Linked DNA regions of Mustela erminea: region 1 is linked to region 2. A link is a contact called in public Hi-C data. All regions are on one chromosome and are shown on one strand. Each heading gives the region's core, a stretch centred on a gene start, on an enhancer-like site or on the middle of the called end of the contact. The rest is flanking DNA. Distances are from core to core; before and after follow the strand shown.

Region 1 (5,263 bases), core at 1,673-4,172, 320 kb after region 2:
TATTTGTACCGTAAAAAAAAAGTCAAATCAGATTCCCATAAATAGTAAAAGTACTAGCTTTTTATGATGTAAAAATGATTCCAATTCAAAATCGAAGCCAAAATTTCAAGATCTGTCAGATTCATTTGATTGTTCTGAAAACATACAAAAAAATATATTTAGCAATAAACTGAAAGAAAGAGCATGGCTAATATATAAATTTAGAATTAATGCTATTCCTCCAAGCCAACACTCATCATTATGATTGTCTTAGTCAATAAGAGAATACCACAGTCTGGTGGCTTATCAACAACAGAAATACCAAAGACCTTAAGACAAAAAGGAGGCCAAACAAACTCTTTAAGACCCTTAAGTTTTTCCACTGGCTGGCTCACTTAGCTGATGTAGATATAGTTCACAGAACCGATATAGTTCTGTTCTGCTGAGCTAATACTTTTCATCTTATGAACCACTCATTCTCAAGAGCACCTAAAAATACAAGGCCCTGAGAACTAGAATTTTCACCCAACTTCACATCACTAAAGTGATATAAATAACCCTCCTTTATTGCTTTAAACACTTAAGCTTCATAGTTTCATCCGCTTTTGACTAAAATATATGAGACTTTGGGTACAGCGCCTACAATTTTGGGGACAAGGAATATTAAATATTGTATGAATTTAACTACATTGGAATTAAAATAAATTTAAAAAAGAAAAAAGTACACCAAGAGGTGAATCATCTTAATTCTAAACATATTACTCCTCTAACCAAATATTTTTCCAAATATTTTCTATGTGCCAAGCACTGAGTTAATTGCAGAGAATACAAAACAGTCCAAGATTGGCTCTACTCTCATCCCAACATGCTTTTGTAATATATTTGGGAAAATTACACCAAATAAATTTCTATCTTTGCTGAATTGTAACTAATGATAATATTAATGGCACTAGATTTCAATTATTTATTCCCAATAGACAGACTCTTCAGTGTCAGCAACTGTGTATGCTACAATTCATCTCTATATGCTCAGGACCTAACACCACACATAGCACACAGCATGTGATTTAAAAAAAAAAAAAAGTCTGCTAAATAGACAAAAACATTAATGCAAAGTAGCACATGACAAACAGAAAACAACAGACAATAAAAAGAATACAGAGGGGCGCCTGGGTGGCTCAGTGGGTTAAGCGTCTGCCTTTGGCTCAGGTCATGATCTCAGGGTCCTAGGATCAAGTCCTGCATCAGGCTCTCTGCCGGGCAGGGAGCCTACTTCCCCCTCTCTGCCTGCCTCTCTGCCTATTTGTGATCTCTCTCTCTCTCTGTCAAATAAATAAATAAAATCTTTACCAAAAAACAAAACAAAACAAAAAACAAAAAAAGAATACAGAGATCCAACTACCACGTTAGACCTTTGGTTATCTCACACTTACCTACTGAAACAAAGTGCTTCCCTACTGTCCATCCTTCCACCCATTCTCCTTTACCCCAGCTTGCAGTCCATGATTCATTCACTCATTTAATAATCTGATATACACAAACCACTTACTACATACCAGGCACTGGATTGAATACCAGTGATACAAAAATTAATAAAAATATTCCTTTATTAAAGGAGCCTACAACCTAGCAGGCGAGACAAATATTTAAAGAAAAACGCTTTAAGTGCTGAAACAGGGGTCTGAACAAAGTGTTACTAGGGTCTAGTTGAAAAAGCATCTCACTCTGCAGGGATCAGGGCCAAAAAAAGATTTCACTGAGAAACTGACGCTCAGAGAATAAGACCTAAAAGACTGCGAAATAGAAGAGAGGAGTAAGCGCCAAGGCATAGTGTAAGGAAGAATTTCAAGTATTACTGTGTGGTTTCAATCACACAGTAAACAAGAAGGAAAGATAATGGTCAGGTTTTTAAGACCTTTAAATGCCACCCTCTTGGGCGAGGTTCTGAGGACGAAGAGGAATTCCAAAAGATTTTAAACCAGAAAATTGATCATGGCTTTGAAAAACACTGAAACGATGGCGTGGACACTGGACTATGAAGAGAAGCACGATGTCAGAGTCACTTTCTAACACGGAGCAGTGGCCCCAATCAGGTACTCGAAGACCATGACAAACCCTTCACCAACTGTCTGCACCCCTGACACTCACATACCGCAACCTACACTGCTTCCTCTCCTGGCCACATAACCCTTTCAAACTTCTTGAAACGGACCCTCACAGCCACAGCCCAAGAGTCCGTTGAGGAATGTCAATGCACTGCTCCCATGATTCGCACGCTTGCGTCGCCTCCGGCTGTCACGTTCCTTTCCCCCGCCTACGTCGTGTCTGCACAAGCTGGTCTTTCCCAGCTTGTGAATTCTGGGAGGGCTTTGCGTCCTCGCGCGGCAACCCTCCACAGACGTCCAACAGCTAGCTCCCTGCTTCACCACGCCAGGCCCAGCAGGCCCAGCCTCGCCTCCCCCCGGCGCACACGTACCCCCTCGGTCTTCATGTCCAGAATCTTTTCCACCTCAAACACATCTTCTCCGTCCTCCTCGCTGTCTCCAACTGCCTCGGCTCCTTTCGTGGCGGCATCCTTCTCTTCGCCCACTGCTCCAACACCTTCTCCTTCGACTTCAGGAGGTTCACCATTGCTGTCGGCACCTGCAACAGGAACTGCATTCACGCTCTCTCCCTCGGCAGCCGCCGCCGCCGCCACCGCCACCGCCGCCACCACCACCTCCGCCATAATATGAGACCCGCAAACCGCCGAGGAAGAGCGGCTGCGACACACACCCCGACAGTTCCTCGCGCTCCGCACTTGGCCCTAATCCACTCTGGCAGCGTGACGCTGCGAAGGAAACTCTCCAATAGCGGGCTCACGACCCTGGAGCGACACACACTGAAACCAATCACTTCGAGGCTGGCGCGCTGGAGCCCCACGGAGCCTACGGGAAGCGGGTGGGAGGGCCGAGGGGCGCCCCGGCGGAAGGGCGGGGCGGAAGGGGCCGTAAGAGTGTGGCGGAGGATCGTTTCTCGTGCTGGCGGTTGGAGGGATAGGGCCGCTTCTGAGCCCCTAGGGGGTTGGGGCGGGAACTGTCGGTGGGGAGGGGAGGGGCTTGTCTGGGCGCGGGGGAGGAGGGAGTGAAGTTGACGGGGTTCCTCGGAGAGGTTGGGCTTCAGCGCTGAGTGGTGAATCGGCAGCGGAGGCGGGCTCGGCGCTTCCCGAGTTGAGACGAGGCGGCGGGAGAACACCAGAGGCGCGGTAGTTCGACTGAAAGGGAAGCTCAAGCTCCTGAGGGGACGGAATGGTGCGCGAGGTCTCTTCCTTCTTCCAGTTGCGCCTCACGGCCAAGGCGGGGGCCTTTGTAGGAATGCGGCCCACCTCCCACCTCGGGCCAGAATGGAATGCCGGGCGGATCGTGCAAGTGTAATTTTGATTCGTTTAATGCGTGTGAACGACACAATCAAACATAACTCATAGTGCTATTATATATTAGTATATCGTATTGTTTAAGGTTAGGGGAAAAAAATTTTAAGTAGCAAGTCAAAACCAGTTATTTTCTAAGTTCTTCGGATTTTTTTTTCCCCATTGAAAATGTCAGAGGTTGTGATAAAAGTATTTCGTCCACGATTGACAAAGCTAGTTATCCAAAGTTGCTAGGATAATCCACTTAATGGTATAATATTTTTCTCACTTTGAATCTTAAATAAAATCTTTATTGTAGGGAACTTTCAACTTTTTAAATTTCTTATAAAGTTTAAGTAATCTCTACACCCAACATGGGGCTCAAACTCACCCTGAAGATCAAGAGTCACAAGCCTTTCTGACTGAGCAAGCCAGGCGCCCCACGGCACTGTTTCTTTGAATGGTGGACTTAATTTATAAGATTAGCTCTTTTAAATTAACTCTGAGGTTAACTAAAGAACCATCTATGATCCACCAGATCCATTTGGGTGATGGAGGAAAGACAGGTTTCAAAGCATACAGCCAAGAAAGAATTTCTGAGACATCTTTGGTGCAAAAAGTCCGTTTTACTAAAGCACGGGGACAGGACCTGTGGGCAGAGAGCTGCGCTGGGTCATTATATACTTTCAAGTTGGAAGGTGCTTGGGGATAGCATAGATTTCTCACAAATTTGGAAGCAAGGTTTCCAGGACCCAGAGGGGGCTAGCTATTGTTGCGAAAAGGTAATTAATTACTCTCTGGTAAAACCCCAGTCATGAGACCCTTCAGATGTATTTTGCAGGAGTAGAGATGAAGTTTCCAAAGGAGTTTTTGTATGTCAAAGTAGACTTACAGGATACTGGAGGGTCGGGCTAAGATTGCCTTTTGCCCTTAGCAAAGTATCAACATCAAGGCAGTTGAATCCCTAGATTCAGTTTCAGAGACTTGTCAATGGACTGTAAGTAGTAGGAAATTTAATAATTTTTCTTCTACCTTTGTTTCCCACATCATGGGAGAGGCACATCAGATCTTGAGTGGGCTCATTGATTTATTATTTATTTAGCTTACTAAATGCATCCTATGTACCATCACCATACTAAGTATTAAAAACACAAAGAGCAATAGAGCATAGTATTAAAATTCAGTTGACTAAATTTGAAGATCTTATTGACTTTATTCAACAGTTGGGGCAGCATCCCATCTAGCAAATAGGAACTCCAAAGAAATGCAGAAAAGGACAGGTTTTTCATGACAGAAAGGGGGTAGGGCAAGGAATTTCATAAACAAAAAAGGATTATTTCAGGCAAATGCACTGTTCTTTGGGGAAGGCTGGAGTCTATTAAGAGGATCACCTCACTAGTACTAACAGGAAATTCCAGACTACTAGTTAAGATTATATTCCTAGAACAGCCTGAAACTGCAGTTAGGTTGGATATCAAGTCTTGCTTTGCAAATGTGGGTGTTGACATAGATAAGTCCATTTTGGGCCTGTTGTCTCTTAACAGTCTCTGCCCTCCACAGACTCTTAGTCTATAAAGGAAGACACACAACAATTCTAATAATTAGATATCTTTTTAAAGTAAGTTTTAAAAAATACTATAATCAAATAACATTAGTTGATGGGGAAAGCTCATTTTTTTTTTCAGAAGAATTTCGCTTAACAAGCATAGAAGAGAACATAGAAAATCACAATATTTCATGAAAATAATTCAGGCAGCAAAACCATTAGATAAAAGATTGATGAGGAACTGGCTGCCAAAGTATCTCTTCAGACTGTTGCCTGGTTGTAGGAGAAACAAAACTTCACATTGGAAAACCCAGTGATCAATGTTAGCATTACTAAAAGTAGAACAACCA
Region 2 (5,839 bases), core at 2,673-5,172:
TCTGTCAAGTAAATAAATAAAATCTTTAAAAATAATAATAAAATGTCAGGCAGGAGAAGGGGGATACATACTATTAAGGATGCACTAAAGAAAGATGCCATAAATATAAAAGAGTACTTTTAACTGCTGAAACACTTCATATATACACATAAAAGCACCTAACTCACATTAAGTGCCCAATAATATGTATAACAAAGAACTTATTTAGTCAAGGTCAATTAAATCATCAGGTTATCTTCATCTTACTGTATGGCATGTTAAAGCACCATTAGTTGGTCTTTTTAAACAAAAGAATTTTAAATTCTGAGCTAAATCATTAAGCATAACAAGAACCACATTTCAGTATTACCATTAAGAACCATGGCTTTCATAATTATATTTGTGTTGACATTACATATAGTCCTGGTTATACATTTTGTATGTCCTCATCTCCAAATGTCTATTAAATATAACCAATTACCGACCTTTCTCCTATCAACACCAAAATTAAGAACAAAGAAAAAAATCTGAGAAAGTTAAATTTTTTGTGAAAATACGTGGTAATAAGCATTGCCCATCTATGTGGAAGATCTGATCCTTGATCCATTACATCAATGACTTAATCCCTGAAGAACCTTAAATTCATCAGACAATATATTCACTCAAGTTGCAGTATTTAAGAGAGACTCTACACAGACTTACTGAAAAGAATATATTACTTCTGATACAAATAGACAGTTTTTTAAAAATTTTATTTATTTTTGTGAGTGAGCACGGGCATGCACACACACACACCAGCAGTGGGAGGAGGGAGAAGCAGACTTCCTGCCCGATTTGGGGCTCAATCCCAGGACCCTAGGTCATGACCTCAGCCAAAGATGCTTACCCAACTGAGCCACCCCGTCGCCCCTCAAATAGACAGTTTTTAAATAAGGCATAACTGCAGTTCTATAATTTTTTTTAGAAGGTACTCAATAAGATTCAAACATTTGCTATCTATCTACCTATTCTCTAGAAGATAAGCTGAAAGGATTCTAACCTTGGCTTTTTCACTGTTTCAATTTCCATGTGCATAAAGCCAGTATGTACTTTAAAACAGGACAGCTTAGTTGCTGAACTTAAGGCACCTTAATCAAACTGCTTGTTTGACACTACTATTACTACCTGGTACCTCCCTATGCCTCTGTTTTCCCCTCTACAAATTAGAAATAAAAACAGTACATGTATCACTGGTCTCTCACAATATCACACTACCATAGAGTACTTTTTTGTGAGGATTATATTACTTAATTCATTTAAAAGTCGGTCTGGATATGTGTTGATAATTATAAAATGTAAATGACAGAAACACAAAGGTTCAGCATATTGTCCTCATTCATTAAATTTAACTTTCCATAATAAACTTTTTTTTTAACTTAGAATTGTACTGGCATACAATGAGGGCTCAACATGTGCCACTTTTATCAGTCTGCAGGCTACTTGCTAAAACTAAAGGAAATAATACATGAAAGTGCCTTGTATTGTGCCTAGAATGTTGTGTATCAAAATATAAGTTGCCATCCTCACATCATCTTTCAGGTCAGTATTCAGCAAAATATTCATCACCTATTAATTATCTTTTGATCCATTTGGGACTTAATATTTAAGCATAAGCTACTATATTTATGACTCACCTCTGACAAAGAGCTACAAGTTACAATATCAACAGTCAATGAGATACAGTGTGTCCAGAGCTCAGGAAATACACTGAGTCCAGAGTGGAGCTTCACTGATATTTTGTACCTAATCTCAACTGACAGAAATTTTGACTGGTTTTGTTTATTGTCTAGCATATTATAAGACTGCTCCTCAAAACCAACAAATTACAAGCATTAAACAATAACTCAGGTGACACATTCAAGAATGACTCAAGTGAAGACTAATCAACACAGAAGATGGACGACCAAGAGATTATCTGGAGCAGTGGAGTGGTGTAATCTGCATAGTAGCTAGTAACCTAGTTGGATAAACTAAAGTACTAGAAGTGTTGATTTCATGCCCTTTCCTAAACAAAGTCATGAAAGAGATCTACCAACTATGAACCCTAAGAGTCTTTTAAATCAGACACGAACGGAAAGTCAAATGATTGTATTTTTTCCAATACCTACAATCAATGATCCATTGTAAAGAAGAAAAAGTGTTAAAGATGGTTGCATGCATAGCATTTAAAACGAATTAACTTCAATTCCCACTTTGGAACTCTAGAGGGCACCAGAAATATGCCCTCCTTTGCACCACCCCTCCTCCCGGGTAACGTGAGCAGCTGCAGGAGCCCGTCGTCTGGTTGCTGAGGTTGGTATTGCAGCAGCAGGAGAGATGTCTGCAGCGGTGGAAACAGCAGCGCCCACTCCCAGCTGCCTCACCAGCCATTACCCAGGCTTCACCCCGGGGGCAGCTGCCACCCAAGGGAAAGCTCCTCCCCCTCAAGACAACGGGGACAGACAAGTCCCATGGCTGAACCCCTACAAACTGACAACGTCCTTTAAGAACAACATATTAGGGGCAAAGGACTCACAATGGGGGTGTTTTCCTCACTTTCTGCCAAAGATGCACCAACTGGAGTTGAAGGCGATTCCTGGTCCTGGGGTAAGAGGAAAGATGAAAAATGGATCAAGAACATCCAACCATGTGGGAAAACCGAGCCCTTTCCACCAGGATTCCTCCTGAAGACGATAAGGGAGTAAGAGGTCAAGGAGGTTTGGCCCTTCTATTATTACTCCCCAACCCGCAACCAGCAATCCTCTCCTACGTAAAGTAGAGGAAAACCACGCAAAATATATATCTGGGAACAAAACCCACGTGAAAAGCAAAATCTGGAGGGAGGAGGCTGGAGGGCACCAAGCCTACTAACTGGGAAGGGGCGGGCGGGGGAGGGGGGGAAGGGCAAACGTTGCCTCGACGCCAGCAAAGGAATTGTATTCCCTCCTAAATTTGCCCACCCCAGCGTCATCCCCGTCACTCTCCACACCAATTCGGAGGTAAGGGGCGGCTCACGTCACCGTCGGGGTGCTATCTCCCATATTTGCCCCAAGCAGTTGCCCTGGGCCCGAGACTTGCCCGCCCGCCCCCCCCCCCCCTCGCTTGCAGTCGGCGACCGGCAGCGCTGCCTCCCCGTCCGCCATTAGAGACCCAGCCAAACAATACGTGAGGAGCAAGAGCCGCGCAACGCAACCCAGGAAAGAGAAGAGCGACGGAGGGGACCGGGTGGGGAAAGAGGCAGCACCCGCGCCCCGAAAAACTTGGGGACCTCAGGCTACCGCGGAGACGGTCGGAGCGCAGCCCCGAGAGCGGGAGAACGAACTGAAGCGCCCCTCCCCCCACCCTTCCACCACCACCCCCCCGCCTCAAGAAAGAAAGGAAAAATACCCCGCGACCTCCCACAGCCCCGACCCGGGCAGCCCCCGCCCCCCGAGAGACCCCCGCCTCTGGCGTCCGCCTCACCCAGCCCTCCCGGCCTCGCCCTCACTCTCGCAGCCCTTCGGGCCGCATGCGAAGACGCCTGTGACATGAGCGGAGCCCGGAGCAGCCCCCGAGGCCCCGACGCGGTTGCGGCGACGGCGGCCGCGCCGCGGGGTATTAATCCCGGGTCGGTGGGAGGCTCCGGAGGTTGCCCTCACCCATCTCCGCCTCCCCAGTCGCCTCCGCCTCCGCCTCCTCCTCCCGAGGCTGCGCGGCTCCCAGCCACCCCCACTATCAGCGGACCTGGACTGGAAAGACAGCGGGGATAAGCCTCACCCGGTTCTGGCTGCGGCTCCGCGGAACGAACCTCCCCTCCCCCGGCCCACCCCCCCTTCAGCAACACGCACAACTCCGCTCGGTCCAGTCCCGGGTTTAGAGCTGGTGAGGAGGAGGAGGAGGAGGCGGAGGAGGCGGCGGCGCGGCCGTGCCCGGGAAGGCCCCGCCCTCCGCACCCTCATTGGCTGGCTGGAAGGGCGGTCCGGGGCGCCTCCGGGACGTCCATTGGCTACATCTGCCTTCCTTCAGCCCCCCCCCCGAGGGGGTGGTCCGGAGGGCAGTCCATCAGGAACAGACCACACCCTCCGGCGTTGCCATTCCACTCCCCCCTCGGCCGGCGCTCGGCCCTCGGCCGCGTCCCCTCCCCTTCTTACCCCCGCCTACCAGACCGCCCCCACCCCCAGGTCCGTCAGGGTCAGGCCGCCCGAGTTTCGCTGCCCGCTGCACCGGCCCCTGGCTCGGTACCCGGGGGCCCAGGGTGCTCTCCAGGGCCCCGCACAGCCCGAGGGATGGAGGCCGTCGTCGCCTGCCCTAGCTCGGGCCTGGACGCCCAGGCCCCTGGAGCCGCTCCCAACGACCCTGTCCGAGGAGCGACGCGGCCTCGATGTCCCCAACGCCCTCCCTGTCCAATGCCTGAAGCTCCCCGTGAGGGGCGAGCCCGGCAAGGGGCTGGGGCGAGGCAAAGTGGGAGGTCGGGGCAGCGCTTGAAGTGAGTTTCCGAATGTGCTGAGGGGAGTGGGAACACTTCCACCCTCGCCTCACCCCCGTGGGGAATTGTCCCCCCACCTCCCGTCATGGCTGCAGGAGGAGACGACGTCCTCCATTTTGTCGGGACTGCTGTGGGAACTTGGGACCAATTCAAAACCAAACCCGTGGGGCTGGGAAACTTGGCCCCGCGAAGCCCCAACTGGGTTCCGCCATTCGGCCGAGGGGATAGCCCTTGATTCCAGCGTCTGCGCCTGAGGGGCCCTTGGGGGACGGGTGCCACGGTGGAGAGACTCAGACGCCGCTCCCCGCCTCCATCAACCAAGATGGAGGAAGCTGCTGGCTCCCCTGGAGCTGGGCTCCCGCCTGTTGGAGGGGCTGGAGCCTCCCCTCAGTGTGTCCTTCGGCGCTGCCGTCGTCCTCCTCCGCAGACTCTTTCGGTTGCCCTCCCCCAGCCTCTATCCAGCCTCTCCACTGCCTTCCACCACCTCCTGGTCCTCAACGGTTGATGGAGACTCCACTCCACAGCTCAATCGCTTCGCCCAACCAGGGCCCGCCCGATTGCGGGCAGCGAGCGAAGGTGCGGAGTGTTGCGGCGCGCCGCGGGGCGGGCGTGCCGGGGAAAGCCACATCGACGGTGGGGCTTCTCTTTTGTTCATCGTCTACACCTACGTCTTTGGCGCACGTCATGGTGCGGTGCACTTTCCAAGATTCCATGTAAAGATGAAAGTGAGGCCTCTCTCGTCTCACCCTAGCGGTTGTTAGTGGCATTACACTTGATGGTGTTGGGGAAAGAAATGGATGGATACATGAGACTTGGCAATTTCGTGGTTATCTAACACCACTGCCTATTAATAAATAGACGTTTGAGGTTACAACTTAAAGTTTTACACTAAGATGATGAACATAAGGTTTTTAATGAATCAACTCAGTAAAAACTGATGTTGAACGGTTTTAGATTACGCTTACACAATGTAATCCAGTAGAAATTGAGATTCATTCATTCACTATGACTTAAAAAATCAAATAATCCTAACACCTAGAGCTAAATGCAATAAATATACTACTCTTTGTTTAAGTTGAAGAATATCCAACATGCATTTCAATGAGTTTTCTCAGAATGGTATTTTATTTTTCAGTAGATATTTTATTTCACAACAAAATTTTCTCAGTATTCTAATCCAATATCCTTGTAAGACTTTGTATTACACAGTACTGTTTTACACTGGCTTTTTTTTTTTAGGATTTTATTTATTCATCTGAGAGAGAAAGCACAATCAGGGGGAGCCCAGAGGGAGAGGGAGAAGCAGACTCCCCGCTGAGCGGGGAGGCTGACTCAGGGTTGGATCCCAGGACTCTGAGATCATGACCTAAGCCAAAG

The links. A called contact is a pair of places that touch in the nucleus more often than the background predicts.
Region 1: a Hi-C map of skeletal muscle shows a contact between it and region 2, with 11 times the contacts expected there. The contact joins the promoter of MPHOSPH8 here to the promoter of ZMYM2 in region 2. A contact is called at or near these places in 2 of 3 Hi-C or Micro-C datasets (skeletal muscle and spleen).

The regions. Positions count from the first base shown.
Region 1 is chr15:85,405,502-85,410,764 of mMusErm1.Pri, forward strand. MPHOSPH8 (M-phase phosphoprotein 8) reads right to left here and starts at 2,923. Exons shown (of 14, transcript XM_032315375.1): 1 at 2,456-2,923. The coding sequence starts at 2,707.
Region 2 is chr15:85,079,742-85,085,580 of mMusErm1.Pri, forward strand. It overlaps ZMYM2 (zinc finger MYM-type protein 2), which reads right to left and starts at 3,923. Exons shown (of 25, transcript XM_032314311.1): 1 at 3,754-3,923; 2 at 2,534-2,599.